Linked DNA regions of Zea mays: region 1 is linked to region 2. Evidence: chromatin contacts called from public Hi-C data. All regions are on one chromosome and are shown on one strand. Each heading gives the region's core, a stretch centred on a gene start, on an enhancer-like site or on the middle of the called end of the contact. The rest is flanking DNA. Distances are from core to core; before and after follow the strand shown.

Region 1 (5,106 bases), core at 2,180-4,679, 260 kb after region 2:
CATCCCAACATGGGCAAGTCGGCGATGCCAGAGCCAGCCCATATTGGTCTTAGCAATTAAGCAAATGTCTAGCGCAGCATTGTTATCATTAAAGTCAACTAAATATAGCTAACCATCTAACACGCCCCTAGTCTGGACGGTCCACCCCTGCACATCAACGGCTGAAATCGCAACGGTCAGCAATAACGACTATAGAACATTTAATGTGTCGTCAGATGTCAGATAAAGCAGTCACAGACGGTCCGGTCGTGCACCCCGCACGGTCCACGAGGACGCAAAAAATGAATTTTACCGAACCTGTCACCTTCGGGTTTTTCAACGATCGGACGGTCCGCGCCTAAGGCCGGACGGTCTGCGCTTGGTCTTGGATGGTGCTTGCTTCTCCATCGGACAGTCCATAGTGTTAACTTGTGTTTTTGCAGTGTTCCCATCTAAGGCTCACCCTGGTGTCGCGGACGGTCCGCCGCAAGGGCCCGAACGGTATTCCGGATAGTCGACTTAGAATAGTTGTAGATGAACTTATGCACCTGAGAAATGATCAACTAGGCAAACTAGTTAGTCCATAAGGTTTGTGATGGTTGACAAACACCAAAATCGATTATAAGAAATGTTTAAGTCCATTTCCCTTTCAAGAAGCATGTGTCCTAGTCAGTGGACGTCCCCTGAGAAAACACGACAATTAGAGCGGTCTCTACCAATAATAAATCCGATGAGAACAACTTTGACCAGACAAAGAGCACATTAGGTAGATCTACTGTTAATGCCACGTCGCCCATGGGATGAGAGGAGCGGAGCTAGCGTCGGAGCAGAAGACGAGTGAGCTAGGAGACGGGCTCCCGGTCCCTTTTGGCGCCGAGGAGGTTCATAGTTGGCTGGACTCGATGCAACTTTTATCACCTAGTGAACATCCTTATCCGGAGGCGAGCGCCCTAATCCTCCTCGCCGGTGGCGGTGCAACGACAGAAGAAGCAGGGTGGAGGTTGTTGCGAAATGGACGAGGTTTGTTGCTAGGGCGACAATTGTTGCGAACGCTGTTGTGCAAACAAATAGGATAGGGATGGAATATGATCTGGTACCGCGAGTTGATTTTGAAGAAATACAAGGGGTTCTTTGTAAAAAGATGACGCGAGACGACCATTGAAACTAATGCTTTAATATAGTAGAGATTTCAAACCGAGCCATTTTATTCTATCACGAAGGAGTCCAAAATCAGGCCAATCCAGCCGAAACGAACGAGCCCTTATCCAATCTGATCACGCAACCCAATTTAATTCACCCTCGAGCCAAACACATGGGATTGCTTGGGAAGTCGGGTTCATGGTGCATTTGGCTTGTTTGGTTTGAAGAGTGAGAAACCTACCTGGCCCAGGCAGCAATTCCAGACGTCCGATTTTAGATGTGTAGGACTATGAATTGAGTTAGGGGTGAAAACGGACGGATACGGACGGATAGTAGCTCATCCTGTATCCTACCCTAATGTATTTAAAACGGATTCGGGATCGGATACGGATAGTTAGAAACGAGACGGATACAGATACAGGTACCGGATATTTATCCGGGTTTCTTCCTGTATTTCGTCTTTTATTATGTTAGATGAAGGGGAAAAATGGGAACTCAAAGATATCGAAGAGTAAAAAAAAGGATGGAAGAAAAGAGTGATTGGTTGAAAAGAAAGAGAAATAGAATAATGAGAAGGTACAAATATTATTTGGTCGGATATCGGATACTTGTCGGATATTACATTAGTTGGTTATCATAAAATATTCTTGTTCGGCCACGAAATTGCAAGTAAATTATCAAGGCTAATAAACATTTTATAAGAAGATAATCTCAAGTTCCCACATAAAAATGGTAAAGTGAAGTATTGATTATGTTGAAACTTGGATACTTAGAGTGATTTCATGTAACTCACGCAATAAGTGGAAATAAAATAGAAGAAATGTCTACATAAAATCATCAAAATATAATTAAATTCATAAAATACACTAGTTCGATCCAAAATTGCAAAAATGTTAAGTGAAGTATTGATTATGTTGAAACTTTGATACATGAAGTGATTTTACGTGTAACTCACGCAATAAGTAGGAGTGGAATGGAAGAAACACTAGCATCTTGTGGATTTTATAGTCCAAATGTTTTTGAGAACTATATGTGGATATGTGTTGTGTCTCCGTAAAAATTTATGAATTGTTTGGGCTATTTTTGTATTATTATTATTTTCTATAGAAAATCATCAAAATGCACTTAAATTCATAAAATATTCTAGTTTCACTCAAAAATTGCAAATAAGTTACAAAAACTAATAAATATTCTATACGAAGATAACTCAAGTCCTCACATGAAAATGATAAAGTAAAATACTGATTATGTTGAAACTTTGGATACTTAGAGCAGTTTCACATGTAGCTCATACAAAAAAGTTAAAGTGAAATGGAAGAAACAAGTGATTCTTATAGATCTTATGATCCAAACATTTTTATGGTTATATATGAACATATGGTGTGCCTTCGTAAAATTTTTAAAAATTTGAGGCTATTTGGTGTATTATTAATTTCTTGTTGTAGGAAATCATCAAAATACAATTAAATTCATAAAAATATTGTAGCGTCGACGGAAAATTGAAAAAAGTTACCAATACTAATAAATAGTCTATAAAAAAAATAACCTTCAGTTCTCACATGGAGATAACCTTGAGTCCCCACATGAAAATGATAAAGCCTATTAATTTGATATAAATTTGAACACTATTTCAATGATTTTGACCTAAAGATGTGTTTAAACAAAAATGTGATGTACTACAAAGTTATAGATCTCTCCGAGCTCATAAATTTTCATATAAACTTTATTTTCATCTGATTTCATATGTAAAAGTTATGATTTTATAACTATATTATTATGCAGAAAAAGAAAAAATGGGTACCCGTATCCGACCCGAATATCTGGGTATTTACCGGGTAGTATTGGCTCCGTATCCGACCCGAATACGAAGCTGCACTATCCGGGTATTAACCGTATCCGTTCCGAATATAAAAATATCCGTATCCGTATCCGAAAAACGGGTATTTACACTATCCGTATCCGGTACCCGGCGGGTATACCCGACTCGTTTTCATGGCTTGTTTCACTAATCTTGGATTGGAGTGGATTGAGGTAATATAAGGTGTATTGAAGTGTAATATGAACTAATTTCTGTTTCAAACCCTAAAATACACTTCAATTCACTTCAATCATTTTTTTACCCAAACAAGGCCTAAATTGAGTTGACTGACCAGCGCTCAGGCGATAACCAAACAAACCCGTCTCTATGCCGACAGGCCTCCTTGCCTAGCCCATGAGCCATGGCCCATCGCAGTTCACAAATCAGCGGGCCGAATCACGCAAGTTCGTAGCCCGAATTTCCAACACCCAAGCCGTGCTCCGTCGACCGTCACCTCGAGTCAAAAACCGCCGCCGGCGTCACGAGGATGGCTGCTCCTACCGATGAGGCTGCCGGCTCAGGGACGCCGGGATCTACCGATTCGTTCCTCGCCGACTGGAGGGAACGGATCATTCTGCCGGCCGTCGCGGCTGGTGAGTCGTCTCCATTCCCGTCCTCGTTTACGTTTCTCGGGTCAGGTCCTGCGCTGGGCAGGCGTTCCTCGTTTAAGTTTTGTCGATTCGGTTGCTGTGCAGGTGTGCTTGGAGCCGCGTTCGGGCTGCTGTCGCGGCACCGGGCGCGCCTTGGCGCCGCCCGCGCCGCTGTCACCTACGCCGCGAACCTCGCCATCGTTGCTGGATGCTACGGAGGTGAGGTCTCTGTTCCATGAACATCCCATTGATGGGTTGCAAAGTTTGGCTTTGGGATGAACGGAGACTGGTTCTGCCGTTCTAAATTAGGCTTTACACACTGTGGGTAGAATTTCGTCTTATAATTTGATGATTCCTGGTGTGGGTGAGGTTTTGCTGTTGTACTTCATTTTTTCTGTTACATAAATTTTGCTTGCTAAAGTTATGATCGGATTGAATGTATCAACTGGCATTTACAGGCTTGCTGGCTGCTGGACGTATTTCTGGGTACTATGGCATAGCTAGATTTGTGAAAGTTAAATTGGTTGGTGTTCGTTTACTCAAAATGACCAAAGAAGTCATGCAATTGCTGGTGACTTGTTTTTCAGGCATAGCTAGATCTATGAGGTAGTTATTGTTTTTCAGGATTGCTACTATTAGAGTATTTCTCTGCCCACATGATACCTGATTTTTTTCTCTTTCCCATTACGGTGAGATCCATCCCTCGAGACCACCCCCACAAGACCAAGATTCTCAATGTCGACTAGGGTTTGGAATTTGGAGATTGGGGGTGGGGGGTTAAGGGTGGAAGATATCTAGTTTTAGAAGGTGCCCGTAGAATTTGGCTTGTTTGGTGTCAAGACAGTGGGGATACTAACATGGGTGGCGGAGTACGGACGGTAAGAAGCATTGAGATGTTGGAAACCCACTTCGACATGTTACCATGGTGACAAGGAGTAGTGGGAGCCATTAGAGATGATGTGAGGAGGGTGGGGCTGGGTCGACCACGTGCTGCTCAAGAGATGGTGGTGTGGAATTTAGGAGTGGGCAATCAGTTTGAACCGAGAATTCGGTTTAGTTTATTTGGTTTCCATAAACTTCGGGGTGGGGGGGGTTAAGGGTGGAAGATATTTGGATTTAGAAGGATGCTCATCGAATTTTGTTGGTTTGGTGTCGAGACAGTGGGGATACTAACATGGGTGGCAGAGTACAGAGGGTAAGAAGCATTGATATGTTGAAAACTCACTTCGACATGTTACCATGGTGACAAGGAGCAGTAGGAGCCATCAGAGATGATGGGAGGAGGGTGGGGTTAGGTTGACGACGTGCTGCTCAAGAGATGGTGGTGTGGAATTTTGGAGTGGGCAATCAATTTAAACCAAGAATTCGGTTTGGTTTGTTTGTTTTTATAAACTTCAGTTTCTAGAAATCAAGAGCCAATCAGTTAGACGCAAAAAAACACAAAATTGACGAATTCGGTGTTAGTTTCTTCGGTTCATTTGTCAGTTCAATTGAATAGTTTTGTCTCGCGCATCGCCTCAATCGTGCTCGTGCAGATGC
Region 2 (4,812 bases), core at 2,073-4,572:
AATGATGTATCTCCCGTGGCGCGGTCGGTCCGAGCCCAAGGTCGGGCGAGGCGGAGACTTCTCTTGAGGCCGAGGCCGGGGTCGGGTGAGGACGTGATTCCTCCCGAGGCCGAGGTTGAGGCCGAGCCCTGGGGTCAGGCGAGGCGGAGACCTCCTTCCGAGGCCGAGGCCTAAGGTCGGGCGAGGCCGAGCTTCCTGTTGCGCCCGAGGCTGAACTTGGATGTTGTCAGCCTCACCCTGGTGGGTGGCACAGCAGTCGGAGCGGGGCGAGCGACGCTGTTTTCCTGTCAGGTCGGTCAGCGAAAGGGTGAAGTGACTGCGGTCACTTCGACCTTGCCGACTGAGGCACGTGTGTCAGGATAAGGTGTCAGGCGATCCTCGCATTGAATGTGCCTGCGATACGGTCGGTTGGAGAGACGATTTGGCCAAGGTTGCTTCTCGACGAAGCCTGCTCGAGTTGGGCCTCGGGCGTGCCGAGGGTGCGTCCAATGCCTGAGGAGGCCCTCGGGCGAGACGTAACTTCGTCCGGGACTATAGTTCCCGCCCGAGGCTGGGCTCGGGCGAGGCGAGATCACGCCCCTTGGTAGACGAAGTCTTGACCTGAATCGTGCCCATCAGTCTCTGCAGCTTGTGCTGATGGTGGTTACGAGCCGTGTTTAGGAGTGTTGGGGGTACCCCTAATTACGGTACCCGACAATTATATAATAGGGGTTCTGTACAAAATAGCTAAATAATTACATCATATGACGACAACAATCTTCCGCAACCATAATTGACTGGGAGACGACGGCCTAGACCTCTCCGGGCTCATTGTAGCATCCTTCATGCTTCTCATCTTGTGGTACCTATTCTTGACCTGGTGTGATTATATCAAGAGTGAGCTCACATACGTTCATCGCTCAGCAAGTGTGGGGAATAATGTGCATGAGCTCACTTACGGTGAGGACTCATATAAAGTGTAAGACTTAACAAGCAAAATGGTTAAGGCTGAGCATTGCTTTTAATAAATTGTTCAAAATTTTATTAGCAATTACTAAGTATAAGTGTATACCAGCCCAACTAAATAATTGATCACAATTAATAATAAATTCCACGATGCAATGCAAATGACATGTTAAGTTTAATTCTATAAATTACTCATGTGAAGGTCTGAGCCGCTCTTGATCGTGAGCACGACTGATATACCAGTTTTACACTCTACACAGGTTGCACATCTTTACCCACAAGACATGTTCCCTTTGTCGCCTCAGGTTGGTCGGGCCCTTAAACACTTTCAAGGTGAGTAGGTGAGGGTACACTGCGAGGCCTTTCCAAAGTTTCACTAGCATGAGAGAACCAACTACAGTTTCAGACAGAAGGAAGCGATATAGGAATCCCTCGTTCGAAAATCCATCGGAGTACGATCGTCCCGAGAACCTCCCTATACCAACAACTTCCCCACCGAGCTTGCCCCTTTCGAGAAAGGGTTAACTAACACTAGCTTTCCTAATTAATCAGCCAAGGGTATCCCATTCTACCCTTGTGGTAGCACTGTTTTCTTGGGTGGTCGCTCCATGTTCCAATTAACATAATAATCTTATCATGAAAAATAATTGAGCCAACAATAATAATAAAGCATGATCATAGTTCAGATATAATATTGATCCTAAAACCAGGTAGAGCAATAGCAAGACTACCAAATAGATCATTTGTTTGCAAGGTGTAGGGTGAACAAACTAGGCAACCTATTAGGTTCCATTAGCTTAACTTAACATTTTACGGTGATTATCAGAAACATTATTAAGTAAAGAAAGTGATCAAGGGTACAACTTGCCTTATACTTGCAAATCCAAGGACTCCTCAAATTTGGACTTCCGGTTCCTCGTGACTTCACTCCTAGTCGTAGCAATACATACAAATAATTAGATAATGGATATAATAACATTACACTAAAACATGAAAACAAACTGTGTGATAATATTATACACGTCGAGATGAAACCGTAGTTCGAGAATCACTAAATTTGGAGTTAAAATGGATTAGTTATAAATTTTCTGAGATTCTAGAATTATTTTATACTAAAATAAATTTCTATATTTATTTTATATTTTCTAGATAAAATATGAACGATGGGTTTGATATTCTAAAGGTTCCAGGTCAAACTCATAAAGTTTTGGACACAGTGAGGATATTTGCATTGAGGTGGACTGCGGGTTGGTTACTTTAACAAAAACGCCATGACCGAAGGGGTATCATGTTATATCAGCCGTACGATCGCGATTTGGTGGCTGAAATCCGATCGGCAGGATTATGAAATGGTATCAATTACAGCCCTCAGATCCCGACTTAACGACTCATATTAAATCCCTTTTTAAACCGAACTGGTACCCTATATCGACGGTTGGATCTCGATCCAACGATCTGGGTTAAGCCTCACCAAATGTGTCGCCATTTTCAATCAGAGCCACACATCTAAGATTCAGCGGCTCCTATTCTTCTTCCCCAACCCAACCGAAACACGGCGGCGCCCTCCCCACCGCGGCGGCACCCACGCTGGTGAACAGCAACCCGGCTCTATGGTAACTATTTGCCCCAACCGAAACGTGCTACGCGGAGAGGAGACATTGGCAAATAAGGTTCATGGTATGTCACCAGTGGTTGGGAATGCGAAGCTAGCTGCCCACGCGGCATGGCAGGTCTGTAGCGGAGCCTTGTCTCCGGCGAGCAATTCGTACGGGGATAGTGGTCTTCTCCGCCCGACAACACCGCGAAGGGTTCGCACACGATCTGGCGATCATCCTCGACCACACCGCACACACAAGATGACAACGGAGATGCGGGACCACGACGGTGGCCATCATCCTTGTGCGGCGGATCCACGGCGAGCAGTTCTAGGGTCATCGAGGCCTCCCGCGCCCAGCAGTTTCCTCGGACGCGAACCACGCATGCGATGCTCCTCAGCCTCCACGCATGCTCTGAACGACGACGTCCGCGAGCGAATCGCTCGTCGTCTCTCCTTCTCTCCCGGCTCGGCTCCCACGGCACACAACTCTCTGCTTCCTTTCTCATGCTGCGGACGAGGGATGAACTCGATGGGAGAAAGGGGAGGGGAGACCGTGATACTTATAACTGAGGAGATCTAGTTCGGGGCGGAGGAGAAACACCTAGGCATTGCAGAGTTGGTTATTGGGATCCATGGCCGGCGGTTACACGAGCTTGCGCCGTGGTAAACGAAACACCTGACAAACCTGGCCCACATAGCAGCGCTGCCAACTAGACGTGAGCACGGGAAGTGCCGACAAAGCGGCCCCACCAGTCGGTGTGGTAGCCAATACGGGGTCCAAGGGCGCAAGCGGTGGAGGTGAGGCCGACGCTAGGGACCCACTTGTCGGCGAAAGTCTGAGTTGGGCTAGCGTGGGGAGGTAAAAGGAGGTTGGGCCACGCTGATTCGACTGGGACGCGCGGACAGGATTCTAAGGGAAACGGGCCGAGAAAGAGTGGTTTCGGCCCAGAACAGGTATTTTTCTTTTATTTTCTTTTATTTCTGTTTTCAATTTAAAATTCGGTTTTGAATTTACACATAAATGCACAAACAAACTTCGGCATGGTATGCAAGTTATATTTATAGGAATTATTTATTTATTGTCATATTTAGGAAATACTTCTAAATATGCAATTCGCAAACAAGAGTTTTATTTTGAGAAAATAGCCTTTTAAATGTTTAATCCAACTTAAAATCCAATCGTTATTACTTATTTATGTTGAGAGAACATAATCTCTAATAAGAATACTTTAGTTTAAATATTTAGAAAAGATTTCTAAATATAAAGTATTTTTAATTCATGTGAGCATTTTCTTTATTCAATCACTTTCATTTTAATTTTTTGGATGATGTTTTCCCCTAGATCCCAAATTTAAGGTTTTTTTGGGGTGTTACATCGCTGCTGCGGGGATATATTTGCAGCGCGAACCAGGGTCTTCCACTTGTTCTGGTTCATCGATCAGCAGAATTTCAAAGTGTGTTCGAAGGCTAAAAAGGAAATGAGAAATGCACACATACCATCACGAGGCTTGGCAGTTCGCATCATCGTCCATTTTTCTTGTGTAAGCTCTCACCTTTCTGCAGAATTCCTTAATTGCCGCATGATCCGAAAACACCACGGGAGTTTCTTCCTCAACTAGATCTCTCTCATAGAATAGTTTAATAGACATCCTTTCTATGATTTTAATGAAGGCATCCAAACGCCGCCCTGTAAACGATAAAGCAAATAGGAACAGCAAGCCAAAAATATAAGGTCAAAGTGGAGCGAAGTTTTGTCACCTGAAGCACATGATCAATTTGACTGTTCGGTGAACTGGTCAATCTTTCCATCATAATAGAACCATATGATCTTTCTTTCTCATTAGCACTCACACCATCCTCTAGATTGAAGGACTCGTGAGGCAACCAGAGGGAAATGTGAATGGGAGCTACTAAAAATTCTTGACTTGCGAGTATGTGACTTTGTTCCCAAAACTCAACCCAATACCTTCTAGAGACTCAAAGCAGCATATCAGAGTACAATGCAAACCAGTGTCTTTGAATGTACTAAAAGCCTGAAGAACACTCAACCAAACTCTATAAAAATTCAGCAACAGAAGAGTAGAAAAGGTCGAGCGACATTAACACGCTCCTGGCCGGCAGTGCCTCGCTATGGTTCGGCGGTGTCGAGCATGCTAAGATGCTCAAAAAACTCTCAAACTTCACAGAAAGTTTACGCGGGGGAAGAAGATGGTTCTCGAAGTATCAACCCGAGCTACTCAGAAATCAAAGCGCAGACCGAAAATTCCGTT

Evidence for each region. Hi-C and Micro-C count contacts between places; a contact is called where the count stands out from the background.
Region 1: a contact with region 2 is called in a Hi-C map of tassel, with 2.5 times the contacts expected there. The contact joins the promoter of LOC100284331 here to the enhancer-like site in region 2. A contact is called at or near these places in 2 of 25 Hi-C or Micro-C datasets (ear and tassel).

What each region holds. Positions count from the first base shown.
Region 1 is chr2:79,883,306-79,888,411 of Zm-B73-REFERENCE-NAM-5.0, forward strand. LOC100284331 (mitochondrial import inner membrane translocase subunit Tim17 family protein) reads left to right here and starts at 3,430. Exons shown (of 4, transcript NM_001157226.2): 1 at 3,430-3,570; 2 at 3,673-3,786. The coding sequence starts at 3,465.
Region 2 is chr2:79,623,544-79,628,355 of Zm-B73-REFERENCE-NAM-5.0, forward strand. No RefSeq gene overlaps it. Among protein-coding and RNA genes, the nearest start is that of LOC100284331, 260 kb to the right of the region's middle. Within about 2 kb of position 3,323, at least 18 of the 20 cell types and tissues checked have an H3K27ac peak or open chromatin away from gene starts, as enhancers often do. A contact at or near this core is called in ear and tassel, where this site is marked.